Linked DNA regions of Bos taurus: region 1 is linked to region 2. The links are chromatin contacts, called in public Hi-C maps. All regions are on one chromosome and are shown on one strand. The core of a region is the stretch at or near the end of the contact, and the rest is flanking DNA. Distances in the headings are between cores, read along the strand shown.

What was found. Hi-C and Micro-C count contacts between places; a contact is called where the count stands out from the background.
Region 1: a contact with region 2 is called in a Hi-C map of an unstated tissue, with 2.5 times the contacts expected there. The contact joins two enhancer-like sites.

Annotation. Positions count from the first base shown.
Region 1 is chr7:27,387,680-27,391,163 of ARS-UCD2.0, reverse strand. GRAMD2B (GRAM domain containing 2B) reads left to right here. Exons shown (of 14, transcript NM_001079579.1): 2 at 3,269-3,388. Among named protein-coding and RNA genes, the nearest start is that of MIR2458, 31 kb to the left of the region's middle. Within about 2 kb of position 2,128, at least 24 of the 102 cell types and tissues checked have an H3K27ac peak or open chromatin away from gene starts, as enhancers often do.
Region 2 is chr7:27,324,924-27,328,084 of ARS-UCD2.0, reverse strand. No RefSeq gene overlaps it. Among named protein-coding and RNA genes, the nearest start is that of ALDH7A1, 44 kb to the right of the region's middle. Within about 2 kb of position 1,279, at least 13 of the 102 cell types and tissues checked have an H3K27ac peak or open chromatin away from gene starts, as enhancers often do.

The sequences.
Region 1 (3,484 bases), core at 879-3,378, 62 kb before region 2:
GAATAAATATGTCAATAGATAAATACAATGTAACGTTTCCAGATAAAGATATACTTACAGCAGAATTGTAAATGAAAGACCATTCTTCCTGACTTACAAAATCTAGTTTGCTCCCAGACTAGACTGAGTTTGCTTTGCACTTGGGAGAGGCTCAGAGGTCTTGGAGAGGTACTGATTTCCATCACCAGCTCCTGCACCTTGTGTACCCCATGCTGCTTTCTGCTTCCCGTTACTATGATTCTGGTTACCGTATGGCTGCTGAACAGTGGTCCCCAGGGTCCTCCTCTGTCCCTGCAGCCCATCGCTCTGCTTCCCAAGTACTAGCCACTCTTGCCCACCAGCCACGGGGTCGCCAAGCAGGCAGCATACTAGGAGCAAGTCTGAGGCTACAGATCTTGGCAAGTCCAGGGGCAGCCTACTTTTCAGCACAGGGTTTCCGTGTCATTGTGCTTTCACACACCTGACCTTAATCATGACCATCCAATTTCCAGGATTTTATTTTCTGGTGAAACATATGCTATCTTCAGGTCCCTTCTTAACCTTTGCTGGGCAAGACTGTGGTTTCGAGAAATGATAATCAGGGAGTTTTTTAAATGATAGTAGATGTAAAACTATCTCACTGGTACTACCATAAAGGAATTTAGTGACCTTTTTTATGCCCAAGCTTAGACTAATTTAACTTGAAGGGAGACAAACACAGGTTTATCACTGTAGTTAGGAAGGAACACAGCTTCCTGGACTGAACCAAAGTGAGGCACTTGTTTGCATTTATCTGAGATACAGTATAATCATTCACCTGAGACAGAACCTAATCGTCACTGAGATGTGATGGTGCCTGAGTACAACACAGCCTCAGCAGGAGAGGCAAAGAGCCTGGGAGATAGAAATGACAGGAGAGAGGTGTTGAGTTTACTCTAAACTCAGAGACTCTCCAGGAGGAATAATAGTGGACTCCACATAAAAATTCTAATTCTGAAACATTGTGAAGTCTGAATCAACTCATCATCAAACTAATGAGGTCCAGGAAGTAAGGAATATCAGACTGTTGATAGGGATTGTCAACCTGGTTTTTTAATTTATAGATTGTGTAACAGTGTGTGGCAGTGTATTATTGAAACCATCACTGGTTTCAATGTGGTAGCTGGTAATACATATGCTACTGCCTAGCAGGTGAAGTCAGACTTGGTTAGTATAAGTGTGTCTGTCTTATCTCCCAAGCATTGCCACCCTTGTCTCTCTATGGCAATTGTTCAGAAACTCCCTACTGAGAAGGTTTCAGGGCCCATAACTGATGCTTAAATTGGGTTCGAGATTGGAGAAGATTGGTGAAGATGGATCCCCTGTTCCCAGCATCTTCTCCCGCTTCTCTGCTTCCTTAAAATGGAAACTCATTTATCCGTCTCACCAGCAGGGCCAGCAGGGACCCATAAACAAGTGTTTGTTGAGAGAAAAGGATCCTTGACTTGGCTTTTTTTTTTTTTTAGTTAATTCTTATAGTCAGTGTCCTTGAAAGAACCTTATCTTCTTGTTTCTGGTTTGTTTGTTTTGTTTTTTAAAGTGATTTCCTTGTTTTCATGACTTAAGTGAGACCTGTTATTTCATCTGCCTTGTCAGTGAGAGTTCAGCTTCACTGATGGTAACTTTACGGTGACTGAGAGGCACTGAGGAAGTGGTTTCTTTCTTCCCCTACGCCCTCCTCACTCAAGCACAGGCAAGTCTCTGTTTTTCGGATTCTAGCAGTTAGAGTCTGCTGCTGACAAGACGACCTCTGGGCTAAGGGGTGCCTCCAAGAATCATCTCACCAGTGTTAGGAATTAGCTTGCTTGAGTTTCCTTAGCATCTTTGAGTAAACAAAAACCCCAAATTGAATTGGCCATAGACATTACAGAATCAGTAATTGTCAATCCCATATTGATCAACACCAGCAAATGACCACAGTAAGCAAAATGCTTCCTCCAAGTCTTGGCACTGGGCTCTTTCTGCCCAGAGCGAGGGGCACCGTTTCTCTGGCAGGCCATGTGTCCACTGGGCTAAATCAGACAGACAGCACCGTTTCCTGGGTGCCTTTGACTGGGCATGGCTCTTTCTGAGTCCACAAAGGTGCTGTCCAGGATGGGCCTGAATCTGACCCTTCAGAGAGGTTGGTAAATATTTGAAGGAATGCTAAAGTGGATTATTGAAGTTCCACACACACTTTGTCTCCCTACTTCAAGAGGGACTCTCAAGTGGATTTCTTTTTCTTTTTTTGGTTTATTCAATTTCCTTGACTAGGTTGTGGGAACTTTTTTCCTGTGTCCACCGCACTGGCCCTCCTCCATCCTTAATGGTTCAGCATGTGGCCCTCTGACTTACTGTCCCGTCTTCTCCCTCTTTCACCAAGGTCAGACCTAGTTTTCCGAAAGCCCATTAGGCACGATTACATACCAGCACTGTCCTAGACCCTGAGGTCAGTATAAAGATCAATGAGATTTTCACCCCAGCCTGGGGCTTCCACATCACAGAACTAGTAAGAGGGTTCAGAGGATAGATTAGGTGGTTGGGGGGATGGATGAATGCAAAGAAAGAAAATTTGAGTATGGCCTTCTACACAAAGGCCTCTCAGATGGACAGACCTGAGTTTGAATCACAACTCAGACAGGCCAGTTCTATGAACTGGGGTGAGTAATTCACCATGTAAGAGCCTCAGGTTCTTCCTGTGTGAAATGGGGGTAGTAATTCCCACCTAGCCTAGGTGGTGGTGTGGATTAGAGATAGTAATTGCTGAGAGAGGCACTTGGTAAAATTAGCAACCACCCAAGCCAAGTCCTATAGGTCTACAACAAAAGATGATAAGTGACAAATGCAAACAAAACGGGTGGGGGCTCCTGGGGGACAACTCACACCTGGCAGGAGGCCACACGTGAGCAGGTTCAAGAGGCCCTCCCAGCCTCCAGGTTATCTGCCACCTCCGTGCTGGGCAGGGCTGAGCCAGGCAGTACAGGGCTCATGGGCGACAGACCGGGGAGCCAGCGAGTCCCTACAAAGTCGGACATTTACCTCCATGTAAACCTGCAGGTGTGTCTGAAGCCAGCATGACCCAGAGCTCCTCCTCCTCTGGCACCAGCGGAGGGGCCAGAATGGAGGGATGGGAAGGGCACAGCTGTCCTTGTTGACTTCAGCCTGTCGCAGGATTGAAAGTCATTCCACTCTCAGAAAAGTGAGCTCACGTCATCGTCTTTCCATCCTCCCCACCCTGGATGTCTAAGGTGAAGCGTTTTCTCTTCCCCAGCTCAGAGGCTGAGAATGGTGTGGAGGAGAAAAAGAAGGTATGCAGGTCGCCAGGAGCGCTGTCTCCCACCCCATCCAGCGAGGCCGAGTCCCAGGACCAGAAGAGAACCATTTCCCTGCGGTGAGTCCTCACATGACTCCCTCTGTTTTTTTTTTTTTTTTTTTTGGCTTTTCAGAGGGAGGGGTTGCTGGAAAGAGCTGGTATTTCTAGTTTTAT
Region 2 (3,161 bases), core at 30-2,529:
CACGGACTGTATGGACTATAGCCTGCCAGGCTCCTCTGTCCATGGTGATTCTCCAGGCAAGAATACTGGAGTGGGTTGCCATTTCCTTCTCCAAGGGATCTTTCCAACCCAGAGATTGAACCCGGGTCTCCTGCATTGTAGGCAGATCCTTCTGAGCCACCAGGAAAGTCCCCTCTGTGTACATAAAATACTATTAAAATTTGTATTTCTTTTCTTCTGCTAATCTTTTTCTCAGTTTAATTCACAGGTCTCAGTGAAAGAACATAAGAGTGAGGAAGAATTTTTTTTCCTTCCCCACACATACAAATCGAAGTCAAACCCTCCACAGAGCATCCATTTATTTCTTTATTCAACAAACATTTACTGATTCCATACTATGTGGGAGGAGAGACAGAAAACTTAGTTAAGCTCGGTAAGGTCCTGCCCTCACAGAGCTTTCCTTTAGTAAGGGAAGCAGACATTAAAAAATGACTGGTGCAGGGCTTCCCTGGTGGCTCAGTGGTAAAGAATTCTGCTCATGCAGGAAACACAGATTCAGTTCCTGATCTGGGAAAATCCCAAATGTCCCGGAGCAACTAAGCCTGCAAGCCTCCACTACTGAAGCCTGTAAACCTAGAGCCACTGCTCCTTAACAGGAGAAGCCACTGCAGTGAGAAGCCCGTGCACTGCAACAAAAAAAGTAGCCCCTGCTCTCCACAACTAGAGAAGAGCCCTCAGAGCAGTGAAGACACAGCGCAGCCAAAAATAAATAATTTTAAAAATACATTACCGGTGCATCAGAACCGTGCGGATGCAACAAGAAGATCTAACACCGGGGTGAGAATGATCATATGAAACTTTCTGTAACCTTCCTTATTGTTGTTAAGGAACAGACAAAAAAAATAATAATAATAATAATAACAAACCAGAAGTAGGCCTTGTAAGTTCAATAACAGCCCTAAAGCGAATTTCCTGTAGTGATTGACTTGGAGCCACAGAGCGGCCAGCACAATGCTGCTTAACCGTAAACAAAGGTCAGCCAGGGAGACTTTGCTGGAGGAAATCGGTCATCTAGTTAAAAAAAGCCTCTTTGTTTCTGGAAGCTACGAAAAATCCAAGCCTTTCAAGTCATTTGGGCAACACAGAGGGAACAATTGGGCTTTTCCCTTTTTCAGAGGATGCACTTTACGGAGATGAATCCGGCTGGGGGAGAACGAGGGCAGCACACCGACTAGGTTCTTCACAAAGATCCGAGACTGGGGGGATGTCGTGACTTCAGCCACTTAGCCAGAGTGGCATGTAGACTGTGACATCTCGACCTGGGAGGGAGGGGGCCCTCGGTGGTGCGGAAGCTCTGAGAGGGCTGGGAGGGAGGCGGGGGGATACCAGCAGCAGCTAGCTCTCTGCTTTCGTGAGCAAGAATAAAATGAAATCCCTCAAGGAACAAAGGAGGGAGTGTGGTCCTGAGAAAGTCCTTGTTATATGTGCAGAGGTCAAAAAATACAATGGGGAACGCAGACTCAGCTTACCTGTGTTCATAGGAGATGCTGGAATGATGTGCCACTTACTAGGCAGCTAAGGCAGACTGCAGACGTAGGCAGAGGTGAGAATTCATCTTCTCTTTTTCTGACTCCTTGTGCAGGGCAAACTACGAGAATAAAAAGTTCACTGAGTCATTCCTACAGAGTCTACAGCCCTAAGCTGTAGAAAGTTTCCTGGTACTTTTTCCTCAGAGGTTCTTTCAATTTCAAGAGGTTAAAATCATTTGATCACTCTGTTTTGGGTAGCTAGAGTCTGGATTTAAAACACCAGGAAACACTGCAATGATTATGCAGAATTCTTTTAAGTTAGGGCAGATCACTAAGTCAAGAAAAGAAAGAAAAACCTTCAATGAATCATCTTTGTTATTCTTACCACAGTTTGTTACATTTTTAAAATGAATAACTGAGGGAAGTAATATAAAACTGACATTCCATTCTCCACGTTGCAATTCAAAATAAAACAAGATGCATCCCTGAGACACTGTCCCCTCGTGTTATCCCCAGAAAAGACAAGGCCACGTGTCGTCTCCTCCCCTAAAAAGAACACAGGAAAAGACGCTCTCATAGTCTTCTCATGAGGACTCCTCTCACAGGCTGTTTGAGATTATGAGCAAAGAGCATTTCCTGGCTCACAGCTGAATGTCCTCATTTTAATTGCAAACTCAATCCCTAAACTGGAGAAAATGTCTCCTCTTTTCACTCAGATTTTTTCACAGCTGAAAGCCAAACAATTTGAATATGAGTTCACCAGCTCAAAAGGAGAGATTCAGTGCTATGCCATGTGGCTCACTGCAATCCAAGATCAAACCAGTTCCAGTCATGGTTCTTGGGTTCCTCTCAAGAGTCTTATTTTAAGACTTCCTTAAAGGGACTCTGAGCTCATCAGAGAAAGCACTGGCAATCCCACCACAACAGGAGTAGCCCCGCCTAAGGAGCATCTTTCTGACCATACACGAGACCATGCCATCCTCCCCACTCCTTTCCAGATGTGTCTATGCGACAGCCTAGGTCTGGACCTGTCAAATAGGGGTTAACCTCCACATTGTGTGGTCTCTCCCAGACCCTGTTTATCAAAGGAATGACCTTTGAATCAGAGGTGACCCCCATCAGTCCAGATCTCTGAGCTTCTCTTAACTAAATCAGTGCCCCTGGACTGGCCCAGACCAGCTCCACACAGAATACTGGGAGCTCACTGCTTCTTCCAGTATCACCATGCATCTATTACACTTTACCCAGAAAGTTCTAACATCTGACATCGCACTTGTATTTTACAATAGTGCTGGGAAAAGAAGTATTAGAGGAAGATTATGCCCATTTTACAGAGAAGACAGGGGCCTCAGAAGAGATGTGGTTTAAGTTGAGAATGGAATCCTGCCCTTCTGACAGCCCTGATACAAAAGATTAGAAATCCACTGAGCCACACCAGAAAATGCAGAGGAAGCTTGCATCTGGTTCTCAGCCTTTGTTTTCCCACTTCTCTTAAACCAGCACTGACTTCTCCAGGTACCCACTTTCCACTTGGCTATTGGCTCTCTACAGGATTTCCTGACTTTGTCAACTCTACCTCCAACTATCCTATTTGTCGAAACTTCTCTCTTCCACCTCCCATTCTGTTCTAACCACCTCTGAAATTTCCCTGAC